2 separate regions of the Sus scrofa genome follow, and region 1 is linked to region 2. The links are chromatin contacts, called in public Hi-C maps. All regions are on one chromosome and are shown on one strand. Each heading gives the region's core, a stretch centred on a gene start, on an enhancer-like site or on the middle of the called end of the contact. The rest is flanking DNA. Distances are from core to core; before and after follow the strand shown. Region 1 overlaps ANKRD6 (ankyrin repeat domain-containing protein 6). Region 2 overlaps ANKRD6 (ankyrin repeat domain-containing protein 6).

Evidence for each region. Hi-C and Micro-C count contacts between places; a contact is called where the count stands out from the background.
Region 1: a contact with region 2 is called in a Hi-C map of skeletal muscle, with 2.4 times the contacts expected there. The contact joins two enhancer-like sites. A contact is called at or near these places in 2 of 47 Hi-C or Micro-C datasets (fetal heart ventricle and skeletal muscle) and 1 of 2 datasets of contacts at active chromatin or transcription factors (skeletal muscle).

The regions. Positions count from the first base shown.
Region 1 is chr1:57,632,340-57,635,244 of Sscrofa11.1, forward strand. ANKRD6 (ankyrin repeat domain-containing protein 6) reads left to right here. Exons shown (of 16, transcript XM_021089998.1): 11 at 1,206-1,340; 12 at 1,672-1,857; 13 at 2,327-2,479. Among named protein-coding and RNA genes, the nearest start is that of LYRM2, 21 kb to the right of the region's middle. Within about 2 kb of position 1,367, at least 5 of the 83 cell types and tissues checked have an H3K27ac peak or open chromatin away from gene starts, as enhancers often do.
Region 2 is chr1:57,506,450-57,509,593 of Sscrofa11.1, forward strand. All of the region lies in intron 1 of ANKRD6 (ankyrin repeat domain-containing protein 6), which reads left to right. Among named protein-coding and RNA genes, the nearest start is that of ANKRD6, 70 kb to the left of the region's middle. Within about 2 kb of position 1,337, at least 3 of the 83 cell types and tissues checked have an H3K27ac peak or open chromatin away from gene starts, as enhancers often do.

The DNA of each region.
Region 1 (2,905 bases), core at 117-2,616, 130 kb after region 2:
CTTTCCACTGGGTCCTTCAGATCTTCTCCGTCTTTCCTTCTGGCCTCTTGTCTTCCACTCTCCATGATTTCAGGCCACATGCACGTGTGCCACCTCTCTTCCAGCACCCCGTGCAGCTGTATTTACAAGTCCCCTGCACCTGTGGCCTTGTCACTTCCATGTGGACAGCCCTGCTTCTCTGCCACCGCGCCTTCTTCGTGTAGAGCAGTGGTTTTCAAGGGGTGGATCCACTGTGTTACTTAGAACCTTGTTAGAAATGCAGATTTGGGGGCCTTACCCCAGACCCACTGGATCAGAAACTCTGGGGTGGGGCCCAGCAGTCTGTTTGAACAAGCCTCCCAGGTAATTTCAATGGGGATGGAAGTTGGAACACCGCTGGCATAGCTTGCCACCTCTCTTTCCAATGAGGGAGTAAACTGAGGCTATGCTAGCCCATATGGCTCCTCAGTGCAAATGAGAAGAAGATGCCTCCTGGGCAGACCAGCCCAGGACTTGCATAGAGCCCAGGTTGGACTTTAGCTCCTTCTGCCCTGCTCATGTCTTTGGGTAGGTGCCTTTGTGCAGTGAACATCTTGCACAACTGTACATGGCAGCCCTGGAAGGAACCATACCATACCTTTTAGCTCTCCCAGGAGGAAGAAGACTAGGATATAGAGATAACGTTTGGCAACTTTTATGTCCGTTTGAAAATCTTATCAGTTTCCAGGGTTAAGACCTCATAACTCTGATTAAGTTCCTGTGTGTGAATTGTACAAATTAATTTGTAAAAGTTCTCACAAGGACCAGACACGTGATGTTTTCTCATTTCAGAGGGTTCTCACTCTCCTCTATGAATTATGAGGGTCCAAGCTCAAAGAATAAATGGGGTTGGGGATTTTTTTGGAAATGCAGAAGACTAAAAATCGTAAACGCTGAGGTGTTTTGTGTGTGGTAGGTTCCTGAAGTTCTTAAACATAGAATTAGACCCAAGGCTATGTCTAGTTGGCACTTAATAAATAAAGTAAAAGCCAGATAATCAACTTACTTGGGAAAGCACACGTGTTCAGTTAAGACCACCAAGCAGTGCTCCCTGTGTCTGAAATTTGTCACTGGCAAATATTCCCAGGGGGTCCTTTAGTGGATAGAGTCTTGGAAGTTTTATGCTATTATTGAAGAAGGCTGAGGGGTCAAGTAGAAGAGGTTTCTGGGCTTTTTTTTCTCTGTAGGGAAGTGTCTCAGCAGGAGACACCCATAGCAGTGAACAGGCTGCACCCAGAAAAGAAGAGGCCAAAGAAGATTGCCTGTCCGCCTCCCCGGAACCCAGAGCCAAGGACTGCAGGCAGAGAAAGTCCAGGCCCAAGGTCAGGAGGCACGTGAGAGCAGCCAAGAGGGCGGAGAGGCGGGTTGGCCAAGAGCCCCGTGATAGTGTCATGCCCAGCAGCTAAAGAGCCACTTCCCTTGGCTGGCTTGCTGGTTTGGAGCCGGAGCAGAGTTGGGCGTGGCCAGCTGCAGGCACGAGGTTAGCGTGCTGATACACCTCTTTTGATGCCTGGTACCTGGAGTAGAAAGCCGTGAGCTTATTAGTAAGGCGGGGTTCTTCACTGCAAAGCGGGCGAGGGGGGACCCGCTGGCTGGGCTTCAGCCTTGCTGATGTCACAGTGCTCAGGGTGGCAGTCTCCTTGTCTCCCACAGGTGTCGGCATTTTCTGACCCCACCCCACCAGCAGACCAGCAGCCCGGACAGCAGAAGAACACACACACTCACAGTCACCCTAAAAAGAGGCCCAGGCGTCGCTGTTCGCCCCCACCTCCTCCGCATGAGTTCAGAGCATACCAGCTCTACACGCTGTACCGGGGCAAGGACGGCAAAGTGATGCAGGTACCTGCCCGGCCCTGTCAGGGCAGGACTGTGGGCGTAAGTGAGGTGTCTGTGCGACATGGCCCCTGTGGGCTAACCTCCACTTTGACTACAGAAGGCATGTGCTTTACAGATGAACCAGCTGGCCCTCCCCACCTAAACAGTGCAGGTACCCTCCTGCCATTTAGGCCAGGCCAGCAGAGATGTTGTTACAAAGCTTTCTGCACCACCTGTGGTGACTAGATGATCTTGAGGCCCAAGAGTAGATAAAAGCAGCTTGAGGACTGGATGTTAGCGTCTCTGAATCCTCTTAGCACCCACCGGACCAAAGTTTGGCCTCTAGGATGGTCCAGAATCTTGGACGACTGGGATGGGTCTCCTCCACACGTGTGTCCCCCGGGTCTGCTGACCAGCACACGGTGGGTACTGAACACATATTTGCAGAAGGAATGAACTTGGTGGACTGATTGCTTTTTGGCTTCCCGCTTAGGCGCCGATAAATGGTTGTCGATGTGAACCCCTAATCAACAAGCTGGAGAATCAGCTGGAGGCAACTGTGGAGGAGATCAAAGCAGAGCTGGTGTCAGTTCAGGATAAAATGAACACCAAGCTGGGGCATATGGAGAGTAAGACCCAGCACCAGGTAAGAGGTCACTGTCCTCACCGTGGGCTGTCTTGGCAGAAAATGAAATCAGAAACCTCAGCACACACTCCTGTTCTGCACACGCTACCTGAGCATGTCGGGCGGGCTGTCAGGGAGGAGAGGAGGCCTGTGATGTGATTTCTTTAAATCTTTCATGTGATTTCTTTCTTTAAGGCCTGTTAACTTAGAAATCTTTAAGAGCATGTTTAAATTGCTTCTGATGTGAAATGCTTACACAGCATTTTTTATTTATTTATTTATTTTTGTCTTTTGAGGGCCGCACCAGTGGCATGTGAAAATTCCCAGGCTAGGGGTCGAATCAGAGCTATGTCTTTTGAGGGAACCTTCATACTGTTCTCCATAATGGCTGCACCAACTTATATTCCCACCAGCAGTGTAGGAGGGTTCCTTTTTCTCCACACCCTC
Region 2 (3,144 bases), core at 87-2,586:
CTGCTAACCCACCCCTGGCTTTCTTGCAACTTGATCTTTTCTGACCTCCAGAGTTACTACTTTTCCATTGGTTCCTAAAAGTGGAATTTCTGGATCGTTAGAGGCTTTAGATACGTACTGCCGTATTTTCTCATTTCTCAGTATTCACTCCTACCAGCTTTTCTCAGCTGAATTAAAAAACTCAGCTTGGCTTCCTTCTAACATCCTATGTGCTCTGGGACCTCCCCTTCCCAATAATTGGGAACATAAACTCATACAGTATTGCTCTGGGCAAACATAATTAAGGAAATGGAGTTCCCGTCGTGGCGCAGTGGTTAACGAATCCGACTAGGAACCATGAGGTTGCGGGTTTGGTCCCTGTCCTTGCTCAGTGGGTTAACAGTCCGGCGTTGCCGTGAGCTGTGGTGTAGGTTGCAGACACGGCTCGGATCCCGCGTTGCTGTGGCTCTGGCGTAGGCCGGCGGCTACAGCTCCGATTCGACCCCTAGCCTGGGAACCTCCATATGCCATGGGAGCGGCCCAAAGAAATGGCAAAAAAAAAAAAAAAAAGGAAATGAAGTAGCCACAAAACAGCTTTGATAAAGCATCCACAGTCGAAAAAGCAAGGTAGTTCACCTGCATGTGATATTTTCTGTGCTCCAACTCCTCTCCATTGATCAGGAACTGTTTATGTGTGGGATGATGTGATGTAGAACCATTAAATGTAGTCCTCATGCTCTTTGCCCCTCCAACCAAATTTAACTTCTAGGCACAGTGGAAGAAAAAAATAGCTCCAGCAACATGACAGGAAATGTACACAAAATTAGCTATATAACTTGCAAAACAGTAGGTTAGTCCTTTTATTCTGTTTTTTTGTGAAGATCATTCACTTCCTTGCACTTACTTTTACATTTACCATGAAGAAATTGTTGCCCGTTGGTGTATGCAAAGATGGGATCCACAGTGTTTGCTCCTGGACTTCGTAGTGAGAGCTGTGGCCCAGGTTCCTGGCTCAGCAGGCCTGTGCTATGAGTTGCTTGTTGATAACACAGTTCTCCTACCCACTGTCTCTGTTAGGTGACTGAGACCCCTCTGCCCAGCATGCCGTGACCTGGCCTGGCCTTCACATGTCTCATACAGCATTGCTAGATAAAGTCTGCTTCTGAGTGGTTCTCAGCAATCCAGCCACCTGCATTTGATGATAAACACAAATGCAGTCATGAACATTTAAACCACATGACCTAACACAATAATGAGGGCGACAGTCAGATGATTCCCGATATGACCACTTCAGCTTCTCATTAGTATTACTGAACCCAAGTTCATGTGCCCAATGCACAGTGAGGTCAAACAAACTGAAATGTCTAGGTTTGGAGCAGAGAAAGTTTTATGGCAGGGCTGGGCAAGGGGAACAGGGGACTGGGGTTGAGGGGCGCTCAGACTCCAAATATCCCAGGCTTTCCTAAAGGGTTTTAACAAAGCTTTTTATTTTATTTTACATATATGTATATTTTAAAGTATTAAAATATAGTTGATTTAGTGTTGTGACAATTTCTCCTATACAGCATGGTGACCCAGTCATACATATATATGTATCCCTTTTCTTTCTTTTTTTTTGCTTTTTATGGCTGCACCCACAGCATATGGAAGCGCCCAGGCTAAGGGTCAAATCAGAGCTGCAGCTGCCAGCCTATGCCACAACCACAGCAAGACCATACCTGAGCTGTGTCTGCAACCTACACCGTAGCCATAGCTCACGGCAATGCCGGATCCTTAACCCACTGAGCGAGGCCAGGGGTTGAACCTGAATCCTCATGGATACTAGTTGGACCCATAACCTGCTGAGCTACAAATGGGAATCTCGACATTCCTTTTATTTCTTCTTTTTTTTTTTTTTTTTTTTTTTTTTTTTTTTTTTTTTTGCCTTTTCTAGGGCCAAACCTGCAGCACATAGAGGTTCCCAGGCCAGGGATCTAATTGGAGCTATGCCAGAGCCACAGCAATGTGGGATCTGAGCCGAGTCTGAGACCTATACCACAGCTCACAGCAATGCTGGATCCTTAACCCACTGAGCAAGGCCAGGGATTGAACCTGTGACCTCATGGTTCCTAATCAGATTCGTTAACCCCTGAGCCACAACGGGAACCTCAAGCATTCCTTTTCTTATATTGTCTATCCCAAGAGATTGGCTATGGTTCCCTGTGCTGTACAATAGGACGTCATTGCTTATCCATTCTAAATCAGCAAAGTGTTTTTTTTTTTTTTTCAAATTATTTTATTTTTTCATTATAGCTGGTTTACAATGTTCTGTCAATTTTCTACTGTACAGCATGGTGACCCAGTTATACATAAAAGTATATAATCTTTTTTCTCACATTATCGTGCTCCATCACAAGTGACCAGACATAGTTCCAAGTGCTATACAGCAGGATCTCATTGCCTATCTATTCCAAAGGCAATAGTCTGCATCTGTTAACCCCAAAATCCCAATCCATCCCACTCCCCCTCCCTCCCCCTTGGCAACCGCAAGTTTGTTCTCCAAGTCCAGGAGTTTCTCTTCTGTGGAAAGGTTCATTTGTGCCATACATTAGATTCCAGATATAAGTGAAATCATATGGTATTTGTCTTTCTCTTTCTGACTTCACTCAGCATGAGAGTCTCTGGTTCCATCCATGTTGTTGCAAACGGCATTATTTTGTTCTTTTTTATGGCTGAGTAGTATTCCATTGTGTGTATATACCACATCTTCCTAATCCAGTCATCTGTCACGAAGATTTAGGTTGTTTCCATGTCTTGACTATTGTGAATAGTGCTGCAATGAACATGCGGGTGCATGTGTCTTTTTCAAGGAAAGTTTTGTGCAGATATATGCCCAAGAGTGGAATTGCTGGGCCATATGGTAGTTCTATGTATAGTTTTCTAAGGTATCTCCATACTGTTTTCCACAGTGGTTTTACCAACTTACATTATTCCCACCAACAGTGCAGGAGGGTTCCCTCTTCTCCACACCCTCTCCAGCATTTATTTGTTGACTTATTAATAATGGCAATTCTGACTGGTGTGAGGTGGTACCTCATGGTAGTTTTGATTTGCATTTCTCTAATAATCAGTGATGTTGAGAATTTTTTTCATGTGTTTGTTGGCCATCTGTATATCTTCTTTGGA